Linked DNA regions of Zea mays: all the other regions are linked to region 3. The links are chromatin contacts, called in public Hi-C maps. All regions are on one chromosome and are shown on one strand. The core of a region is the stretch at or near the end of the contact, and the rest is flanking DNA. Distances in the headings are between cores, read along the strand shown.

Region 1 (3,244 bases), core at 368-2,867, 210 kb after region 3:
ATGAGAACTGTAATTCTGTACTAGTTTCTTCAAGTAGTGCAAAGGGAGATGGATTTTCCTTTTGGTATATTACCAAGCACACAATTTAACAAATGAATAACCCTTACAAGACTACCAGCAACAGTTGCAGAATTCAGACCCTCCAAATTTTAAACCTGCTGTTCCTAGCCAGTCTAACCACTCCTACGCCCAAGATCATCTCTTCCCCCTTCCATCACAGCAACTCTCAGAACGGAGGCAAGATGGTCTGCCACATCTTCGTCGACGGCGAGCTCATAGACTGCAAGTAGCCATGGCCTTGCCCAGCTGCCAGATTCATCGTCTGAACAGGGTTCGGATTCAACACATGGGTCACGTTGTAGGGTGCCTGTAGATCATCCAGATTCAGGTCGGTAAACCAATAGTTGTCCTCCTTCACCGTCCTCGCCACGCTGCCAATGCCGTTCCTCATGGTCATGGTCTGCCCGTGCACCATGTTACCGAAGCCGTTCTGCATGCCGAAGGCATTGTTGTCGATGTCCGAGTCGTGCGTCTGGAAGCTGTCAGACATGGAATCCTCCGCTGCGCCCTGCTGGTGACGGAACGGCGCCGCCGCCTCCGGCTCCTCAGCCTTCACCTTCTCCCAATTGTTTTTCTTGTTGTACAGCCGGCACAACACCCACTCATCCAACTGCAAGAACAACGCAAAGACGTAAGCGCACTGAACGCAGCGGCTGCAGCGCCATGGCTCGCCACGGAATGCAACTGGCGGGATGAAACGGCCACACACGCACCTTCCGTGAGCCCTTCTTGCCCGGCGCACGGTCCGCGTCCGCGAGGCGGTACTCATGCATGATCCAGTCGGTCTTGAATCCCCTGGGCGCCTTGCCGGAGTAGAAGACGAGAGCCTTCTTGATTCCTGCCGCCCCGCCACCGCCCTTGGGCGCGATCGGCTTGTCCGCGCCCGTTGCCTTCCAATACCCCCTCCCGGCGGCGCGGTTGGGGCGCGAGCCGTTTGGGTACTTGCGGTCCCGCGGCGTGAAGAAGTACCACTCCTTGCGGCCAAACAGCGCCTTCTCTGGAGGGAAAGGAACCAGAGCGGCACAGAGCCAAGTTAGAAATTCCGTCCGGGGTTTGGATGAATGGATCGACGAGAAGATTGTTCTTTTAGTAAAACAAGAAAATGTTTTGTTTGCAACAGCATGAGTGAGCAGGGGAAGAAAGAAGAGCACGCACCTGGAAGATCCCACGGGTCGAATTTGTAAAGGTCGACCTCGGCGATGATGGGCACGGGCAGCTGCTGACACGCCACCTTCCTGCAGAGGTAGTGCACCACCAGCTCCTCATCGGTGGGATGGAACCGGAACCCCGGCGGCAGGTTGAGCTCCGCCTCGGCGTCCCTCCGGCCGCCTCCCTGCGCCGCCACCATTGCCATACCCCCTCCTCCTCCTCGTCGTCGTCACAGAAATTCCCGGCAGGCGGCTGGATAGATGGGTCGCTCGCTCGCTCGAACCAGGTTCCAGAGACCACCACGTCGGCTCCCTCGTGCTCGGTTTCGAAAGGCGGCTGGCTGGCTGGCAGCCAGATAAATAAATAGAATCGCGTTGTCCGTGGAGAGCTGCCTGTTTCCTTGCCTCCTTGGCCACCAAGGCGAATGGAGGGTCTCGGAGCGCGTTTATATGGGCTGCGCTGCGTAGCCCAGCTCGTGCCGCCTCGCGCGGTCCAGGCGTGGCGTGGCCCCGTGCCCTCCTCCGGATGAGGATGGGGGCGACGCTGCCGCGAAGGTTCCCGCGTGGAAAAGGCTCTGACCCTGTCCTGTCCACTCCACCGCCGTTGGTGGCCTGCCTGGCCGACGACGGCTGCAGCCCACGCGCGACGCCCAACTCCCGCAAGGGTCAAAAGCTTGTCGAGGGGATCTCGCCAGTTTCCATCCGGGAAATGTACTAAAATCCGAGCGAGCGATCTCGGCGAATGGGACGCCCCGGTCGTCATCGTGAAAGCTCTCCGTGGTTTTGACTGCGTAGCAGTGGGCGATGGGCTCGGCGCGCGCCAAGGGCCGGTGGCGGCGCCGCCACGTGCGCATTGTGCCGCCGCCGCCGCCGCCGCCGCCGCTGTTCCGGGCATGAAGGCCCTGGCTTTCTCGTCCTCCAAGGACTGTTTTGATCTGCAGGTTTGGTGCTCGGCATTACTGCGTCCAGTTCCAGTTCCAGTCTATGGAAAAATTAGGGAAAGTGCCTTGATTTGAATTGACAAAATCGCACCACGTCTTCCGATCGATGAACAGCTAAGATTCAAAACGTGCTGTGAGCAGTGAGCGACGTGTGTGTTTCAGTCGGTATCAATGCGATCACGACAGATGCTACTGTTTCGCCTGTCAACTGCTGGCTTTCACACGCATCTCAGGCGCAGGATCCTCTGCCTGTCGACAACAAAGGATATGCTTGGAATATATTTTTTTTTTAAAAAAAGTTCAGAAGCCAAGCCAGCATATATATATGTACACACTGCTTTCCAATCTATAGCTTGCCCCGTTCGTTCGTTCATACGAGGATGGATGATGGTCTCATGCGTCCACTTTTATTTATTATTAATAAACAGCTTAGATAAAGAGAAGTCGGCATTCAGCAGGTGGTGCCGATGAACCAGCTTGGTGCTTGCCTCCTGCACTGGTTGGTCCTGGTCCTGGATGCATGCTATCCTGTTCCTGTCCAGGTGCGTTCAACCTTGCCCGGGTCCGGGTGCGGTGCGCCGGCGGGGGCCCGCTCCCGCTCTAGCTCGTCGTCGTCAACATCCGATGCGTTTTCCTTAAATTCCTCCTGCCATGGACTACCACTATACATGCTATATGCTATGAACTACGTGTGTCTCCATATCTAGTTGAAAAAAAAGACACTGGAAAAACGGGGTCCGTCAGAAAGCGGTTTCTCCACTATGTTTGTCTGTTCCTTTAAGTAAAAAGGAGAACATTGTGTTTGCCTGTAGTTAGTTTTTACTTAACTATGATCAATTATATAGTTTAAAAGTGCCCCGCATGCAACTGAGCTTTTCCCGACCAGAACGTGTGCGCGGTCTGAAGAAATTAGCTTGTTTTGGCTGTAGTTTATTGTGAAGTTGAAGTGTACTTTAGTTTTATCGCCAATCAAATTAGAGAATGTAATGGAATTAATTTGACGACGTCCCATATGTTAATGCTTTTTGTATACACTTTGGTGAATTAGAGAAATTCGACTTATAACAAATCTAAAGCGAAGAACGGTAAGAGTAG
Region 2 (3,058 bases), core at 304-2,803, 190 kb after region 3:
TCTACTTTCTCTCCAACAACGTCCTCTAAATCACGTCCTCTATATATAAATACCTATATTAAAGACATTTATAATTTTTGTACATACGTATTTGTCATACTCTCAAATGTATTGTACATATTTTAGTTTTATTAAACCGGTTGTTTAAAGTATTCAAATAGATAGAGAACCATTTAGAGAAACTCTACATATAGAGGATCCAACAGCGTTCTCTAAATTTAGAGGACCGTTTAGAGGACGTTGCTGGAGGGAGTAGAGAACGTCCTCGTCCTCTAAATTTAGGGTACAAGACCCTTTAGAGGGTCTTGTTGGAGCCAGCCTATGGCAACGAGTACCCGAAACCTGACTACCCGATATGAAGGTGGGTACGGGATAATTTCTTACCCGTGGGTATCTTAATGGGCAATAATCTCTACTTGTTGTATAGACGGGTACGGGTTGGCACTAACCATACTCGTCTACCCATGTGTAAAATATACCCGCATTAATACCTCTATAACCATCTAATAGAGCTCATCTTAGCTAAAATAAAACATTTCTCTAGCTATCATTTTCTAGCTACCAAGTTATGTGATTATATGATTTGTTATATGTGAAATTGAACTTATTTTGTATGTTTATTTAATATTTTGAGTGATCGGTATATTGGAATTTAAGACTTTCCTAGCGGACATGGGTTACCTTACGGGTAAAATTACCCGCACAAGTACGGCTATGGGTAAGATTTTATACCTGCGAGCATATATGGGTAACCCGACGTGTAAATTTTTTTTGATGAGTACAAGTATGGAATGGTACTACCTGACGGGTATGTACACGTTGCCATCCCGACCCCCAATGATGAAGGTATACACATAAGTTTCTCTATTGACACGCTATGGCATTCACCCTCTGAGCTCATAAAGTTCAGGGACTCAGATGACATAGCATTTAAGTTTGAGGACACAAGTGATACAACATGCCAAGTTGGAGACCCCAAATGGCTCCGATATGTCATTGCCACGTCGGCGTCTGGTTTTGCAAACCCGGTTTTGGAGGGTTTTGCATGAGCTGACAAAGTTTATGGACTTGTTTGCCGGTTTTATGAGTTCGTGGGCCGCTAGTGTACTTTACTCTTGAATTATTTATGTATAGTGATTTAAGTTTGTTTAATTATTTATAAAGTATTATCATCCAAGATTTGAATACCTAAGGTGTAATATCTAGACTTGACCTATTGAACAACTCTAATTATTCTTCTTGGAGAGACTAAATTAACATAACATTAGCTAGAATAAATGATGCCATCAACAATACGAAGCATGTGACCCCATTATTGACACGACAGAACAGAACAACTAAGATAATATGACCCAATCCACTAAACACGAGCTAGATAGGCTTTAATCCTATAAACAGTGATCTCGGCCTAGAACTGCAGCCCACAGGCCCAAGGACCAGCCCGAACCATCACCTTGCCGGCGACCACAGAAACAGAACACTAGCCGTCCGATCACAACGACATATTATCTCTCCAAGCTCCGTCCGCCGCACCGTGCCACCCGCGCGGCCCGCCTGCTACACCCCATCCGGCCGTCCCCAAGCCGGGAGCGGAGGCGCAAAACCCTCCTTCCGCTGCTCCGGCGCCATGGGCGGCGCCTCCAAGCTGCTCTCCTCCTTCCTCCTCACCTCTTCCCCGCTCCGCCTCCGACCCGCTACTGCCGCCGCCGCCGCGCTGTTCCTATCCCCGCCCGCGGCGGCCTCGCGCCGCCTGTTCCTGCTCTCCTTACCCTCCCCGCACCGTACCCTCTACATCTCGTCCGCTTCCGCCTCCCTTCCGCACGGCTCCAGCTCGGCCTGCCCGCCGCCACCGCTCCGAGCGCCTTTCCCCGAGTGGTCCCGCCTCGTCGACCGACTTGCCGCCACCGGATACGGCTCCGGCCTGCCCTTTTCCGCTGACGATCTCGCCCTCGTGTCCGGATGCGTCCTGTCGGACGGGGAGCAGGCCGCTGTCTCCACCTGCCTCGCCTTCGCGCGCGACCGGCCTGACCTCCTGAGGTAAAGTGAATCGCTTGAGTGGATACCTGACTGGGCTTTGGCGGGGTGAGAGTCTCTTTGTTGCTGTCTTGCTGACTAATTCGGGTGTGCGTTCAGTTCGCTTCAAAGGAAGGACGTGGAGGTCCTGGTGGGCAATGTGGCGCCGTCTCTGTTCAAGGACGGGGAGGCATCAGGACAGCGGCTTCGGCGCTACCTTGCTGGGGAAGAAACCGACGTATGTCATTTGGGCTTCCGTTAATCGGTCACGTTGCATCATTATTAGTTTGGGCTAGTAAATATGACCTTGCTCAGCTCAACACACTAAACATCGGAAAATTTTGCCAGGTCACTGTTTCAGAGAGAGCTGGAACTGTTGATATTGTTCGATATCTGCTAAGTTACATATACGGTTCTTCTGACATCTGCTCAGAAGACAAGGAACTCACTGATTTGGCCGTGAGAAATATCATGGTTGAGTTAGTGAGTTTTAGTGCTCTTTCCCAGTCTTCCACTTCTGTGGAATTAACTCCCAACCAAATTTGCTCGAGTCAGCATGAACAATTTTCCAGGCCTCCAGGGCAAAATATCGAAATGAAGCGAGGTGATTGGATTTGCACAAGGTATGCCACTTCTAACATTCTTCTTTTTCTTTAATATTTGTGCTCCGTTCAATGCCTTGCATCAAAGTATCGACCTAGCTTATTGTTCATTTTGCTACTAGATATGATGCATCTAGAATGTGTACCCAGATGTTTCCTTTTTTTTTTTTTTTGCAACTTGATATTATTGTCACATTGAAGGGCAAGCCTGGTGTTGTGGTGAGAGGCTGAGAGCTGTCTCACCGAGTCAGCAGGTCGTGGGTTTGAAACAACCTCTCTGCATTTGCGGGGGAGGACTTGCATCGGTTTATCCCTTTCCTATACCCCACTCATGTGGGAGACTGTGGCCCTGGGTCTGCCCCTCTTAAACTATTGACACACTAATTTTTTAACTTTCTACCTGTTTTCCCCCTCTTAAAATACTTCGTGTGTTCTTTCATCTG
Region 3 (2,981 bases), core at 444-2,943:
CGTTGGTCTTGTAAGAAAGGCTAGTCTTCCCACTGAAAGTGGAAAGAAGACTTCTTAGTGGATTGGTGGAAAGAGGTTATTTCAAGTCTGACCAAGAGTAGACCTTGATGGGTCCCTCACTGACTTCCACAATGGAGACGTAGGGCGCCTTGTGGAGTTGTGGTGGCCCGTTCTCTAGTCAAACAAATCCTTGCGTCTCCTGATTGGTTTGCCTCGTGCTTATTCATACTGCATATGTATTTGTATTTCCGCTTGTGTTCTCGGGTGTGGTTGTTTGTGCTTGTAGGAAGTGTGTGACAGAGTTCATACACATACAATCAAACCCTAAGTAGCAGGCTTGCCAAACAGGGCCATAACTGTTAAATACAAGCTATTTTTTCTGTATATATAATTAGTGCATTATTCATATGGTGTGAACCTCAAACTAAATATTTGATTTATGTACACATCTTCACTGACAAGATGGGACCAAATCTCCTGAATAAATTCTAGTAATAGTAAATTGCTAAATGGTTGAGGAATCTAGCTGACATACAAAAATGAACTGTAAGCTGTAATTATTAACCACTAGAAGTTGTGATTCCCACTAGATGGAGGAGAAAGGTATATATCCTGAAAATATATTGCTGTGCTTCTGGAAATATATTATTGTGCTTGCGCCATACGGCAATGAGGCACTGAACTAAATATTGACCTAATCCACACAAACTTCTTAAAAAAATTGAGCATTATCAAAGCCAATTTATAGTCCAAAACAAGCTACATAAAAAACAATTGCATGTTACCTGTAGTGACAACTGCTGATGATACAACGCACCAGCAGTTTCTTTCGTCACAGGAGACACAATGCCAACACTCAACAGCAAATCCTGCATGTCTTGCTTAGAACCCATCTCTTCATCATTGGAATTTGATTCAGTGGATGAGTTCATTAATAGCTTGAGCCTCATTTTTTCTGCTAACTGCATCATTTCCTTAGCTTTGCTCTGGAGCATAAAAAATAACAATAATTGAGTTCAAATTAGACCATGGTGATCAATCTCAGATGATAGCTGTGCAATGCTAACCATGAGGGCATTGAGATCCTGGAACGCATCTTGCAAGTTCTGCCCGGCGTTCTCCCATGACTCCTGCTCCATCCGCAGTATCCCCGAGACCCCAACAACCGGCATCCGTATCGCGATGTCCTCCGTAGGCGCGGCCCCCTCTGCCACCGACGTGCCACTCGACGGAGCAGCTGCAGGGGTCACCTCCCAAGCCCTTGCACGGATCGCCTCGAGCAGCCTCCCGAAGAACACATCAACGTCAGCCTTGCAGGTCACGACGATGGCGATGACCTCTGATCGCACGGGTGGCATGGAGATCTGGAGGCGGATGCGGTGATGCTGAGACGAGGAAGATGAGGACGGGGCGGAGAAGAGGGAGCGGAGGGGGTTGTGGCTGTGCCTGCGGTGGGGAGGGTACGCATGGACGACGGTGGCGAGCGGCAGGCCGCGCGCGGAGCGGGAGGGCTCGTGGAGGAAGATGAGGCGGTGGGAAGTCAGCGCGAGGAGGCAGGCGCGGAGGGGAGCAAGGCGCGGATTTTCCTCGGGCTCGAGGTCGACGAGCGGGAGGAGATTCCGCTCCACCTCGCCCGCGGAAAGCACCGGGCGGCCGGATGCCGTCACGGACGCTGACGGAAGCCAGTCGGCTGCGGCGGCGGACATTGGCGACGGTGCTGTGGTGTGTACGGGTTTTCCCGTGCTGAAGAGTTGTTTGAGATTTTTTGGAGGGGCTGCTAGGGGTGAAAAACGAAAACGTTAATTTTCGGTGACGGGGATCTTTTCGAAATTTTACCAACTTTTAGAGCTAAACGGAACGAAAACAAAATCTGTAGAAACAATCGGGAATAGAAATAATTTGAGTCCCTTCCGACCGTTTTTTAAAAAAATGCAAGTACTTATGTGCAAAATCCATGCAAACCGACTAACAAAAGTCAAAAAAATCTAAATAATAGAGATGTACTTCTTTGCCCATTCTATCACTGTATAAATTTTTAAGTTTAAATTTATTATATGTTAATAGATACAAAAGATAAAATTCTGAGATAATTTTCATTTTTTTATCTCAGAATTTTCTCTTTTTTTATCTCTTAACGTATGATAATTTGAGCTTGAATTATTATATAGTGATAGAGTAGACAATGAAGTACATCTATAAATTTTTTGTGATGTTTATTAGTTGGTTTGCACGGAAACTTGATTTGCACTTGATACGTTGCCTTTCAAAAATTACCGTATTTATTCGGTATTTTACTGTCGATAATGAATTTAGTAATTTTTTTAAAAAATATTAAATCTAAACTAGTCTTTGTAAATTCATAATAATTTTATCTTAACTCAAGAAAATATAAAACAAAAGTTATTGTTTCCCTAATACCAAGACCTATCCAATTATTACTCTTGACACATATATTCATAATTTGCACAAGAGCCTTAGAAGGATCAGGATGATACCAATTATGTTGACTTTCTAACTATGTGTATGTGCATAGTGCTTGTCACTTGTATTTGTGAGATGTTGCTTAAAGTTTTGTGAGATATAACTATTACTGTCATCTTATAAGATGATTTCAAAATTGATTATTTCATTTACGAAGTTGGTTACAAAGACTGGGTTTAAGGAGATGGTTAAAAGTAGTACACCTCTAAAAATCTATTAAAGTGGTACGACTATTTAAACTAAAATCTATTTTCTATTTGGCTCGTACATATTGGTGTATGAGATCGATCAAGGCATATACTTATATGGCTAGTATTATGTTCTATGGTTTGATAAATTTATTATTTTAAAATAATTGTTTTGGTATTTTTTGATGGTTATTGATGCACTTTCGATCGTATACTTTCGTTATTAACATTAATGAAATATTGATGCCATTTTCGTTTCCAAAAATACGTATGGTTTTTGTTTCCGTTAAAATAATTTGAAAGTGAAAGTGG

The links. Hi-C and Micro-C count contacts between places; a contact is called where the count stands out from the background.
Region 1: a Hi-C map of tassel shows a contact between it and region 3, with 2.8 times the contacts expected there. The contact joins the promoter of LOC100381829 here to the promoter of LOC100191871 in region 3. A contact is called at or near these places in 2 of 25 Hi-C or Micro-C datasets (ear and tassel).
Region 2: a Hi-C map of tassel shows a contact between it and region 3, with 3 times the contacts expected there. The contact joins the promoter of LOC100273872 here to the promoter of LOC100191871 in region 3. A contact is called at or near these places in 4 of 25 Hi-C or Micro-C datasets (ear, leaf and tassel).

Annotation. Positions count from the first base shown.
Region 1 is chr8:177,357,454-177,360,697 of Zm-B73-REFERENCE-NAM-5.0, reverse strand. LOC100381829 reads right to left here and starts at 1,617. Exons shown (of 3, transcript NM_001358095.1): 1 at 1,216-1,617; 2 at 774-1,057; 3 at 58-670. The coding sequence starts at 1,414. The coding sequence ends at 227.
Region 2 is chr8:177,376,591-177,379,648 of Zm-B73-REFERENCE-NAM-5.0, reverse strand. LOC100273872 (Zinc finger protein VAR3 chloroplastic) reads left to right here and starts at 1,553. Exons shown (of 5, transcript NM_001148267.1): 1 at 1,553-2,037; 2 at 2,134-2,251; 3 at 2,362-2,636. The coding sequence starts at 1,628.
Region 3 is chr8:177,565,282-177,568,262 of Zm-B73-REFERENCE-NAM-5.0, reverse strand. It overlaps LOC100191871, which reads right to left and starts at 1,693. Exons shown (of 8, transcript NM_001137295.1): 1 at 1,068-1,693; 2 at 786-986. The coding sequence starts at 1,358. It overlaps LOC103636565 (a long non-coding RNA gene), which reads right to left and starts at 779. Exons shown (of 2, transcript XR_558066.2): 1 at 104-779; 2 at 1-32.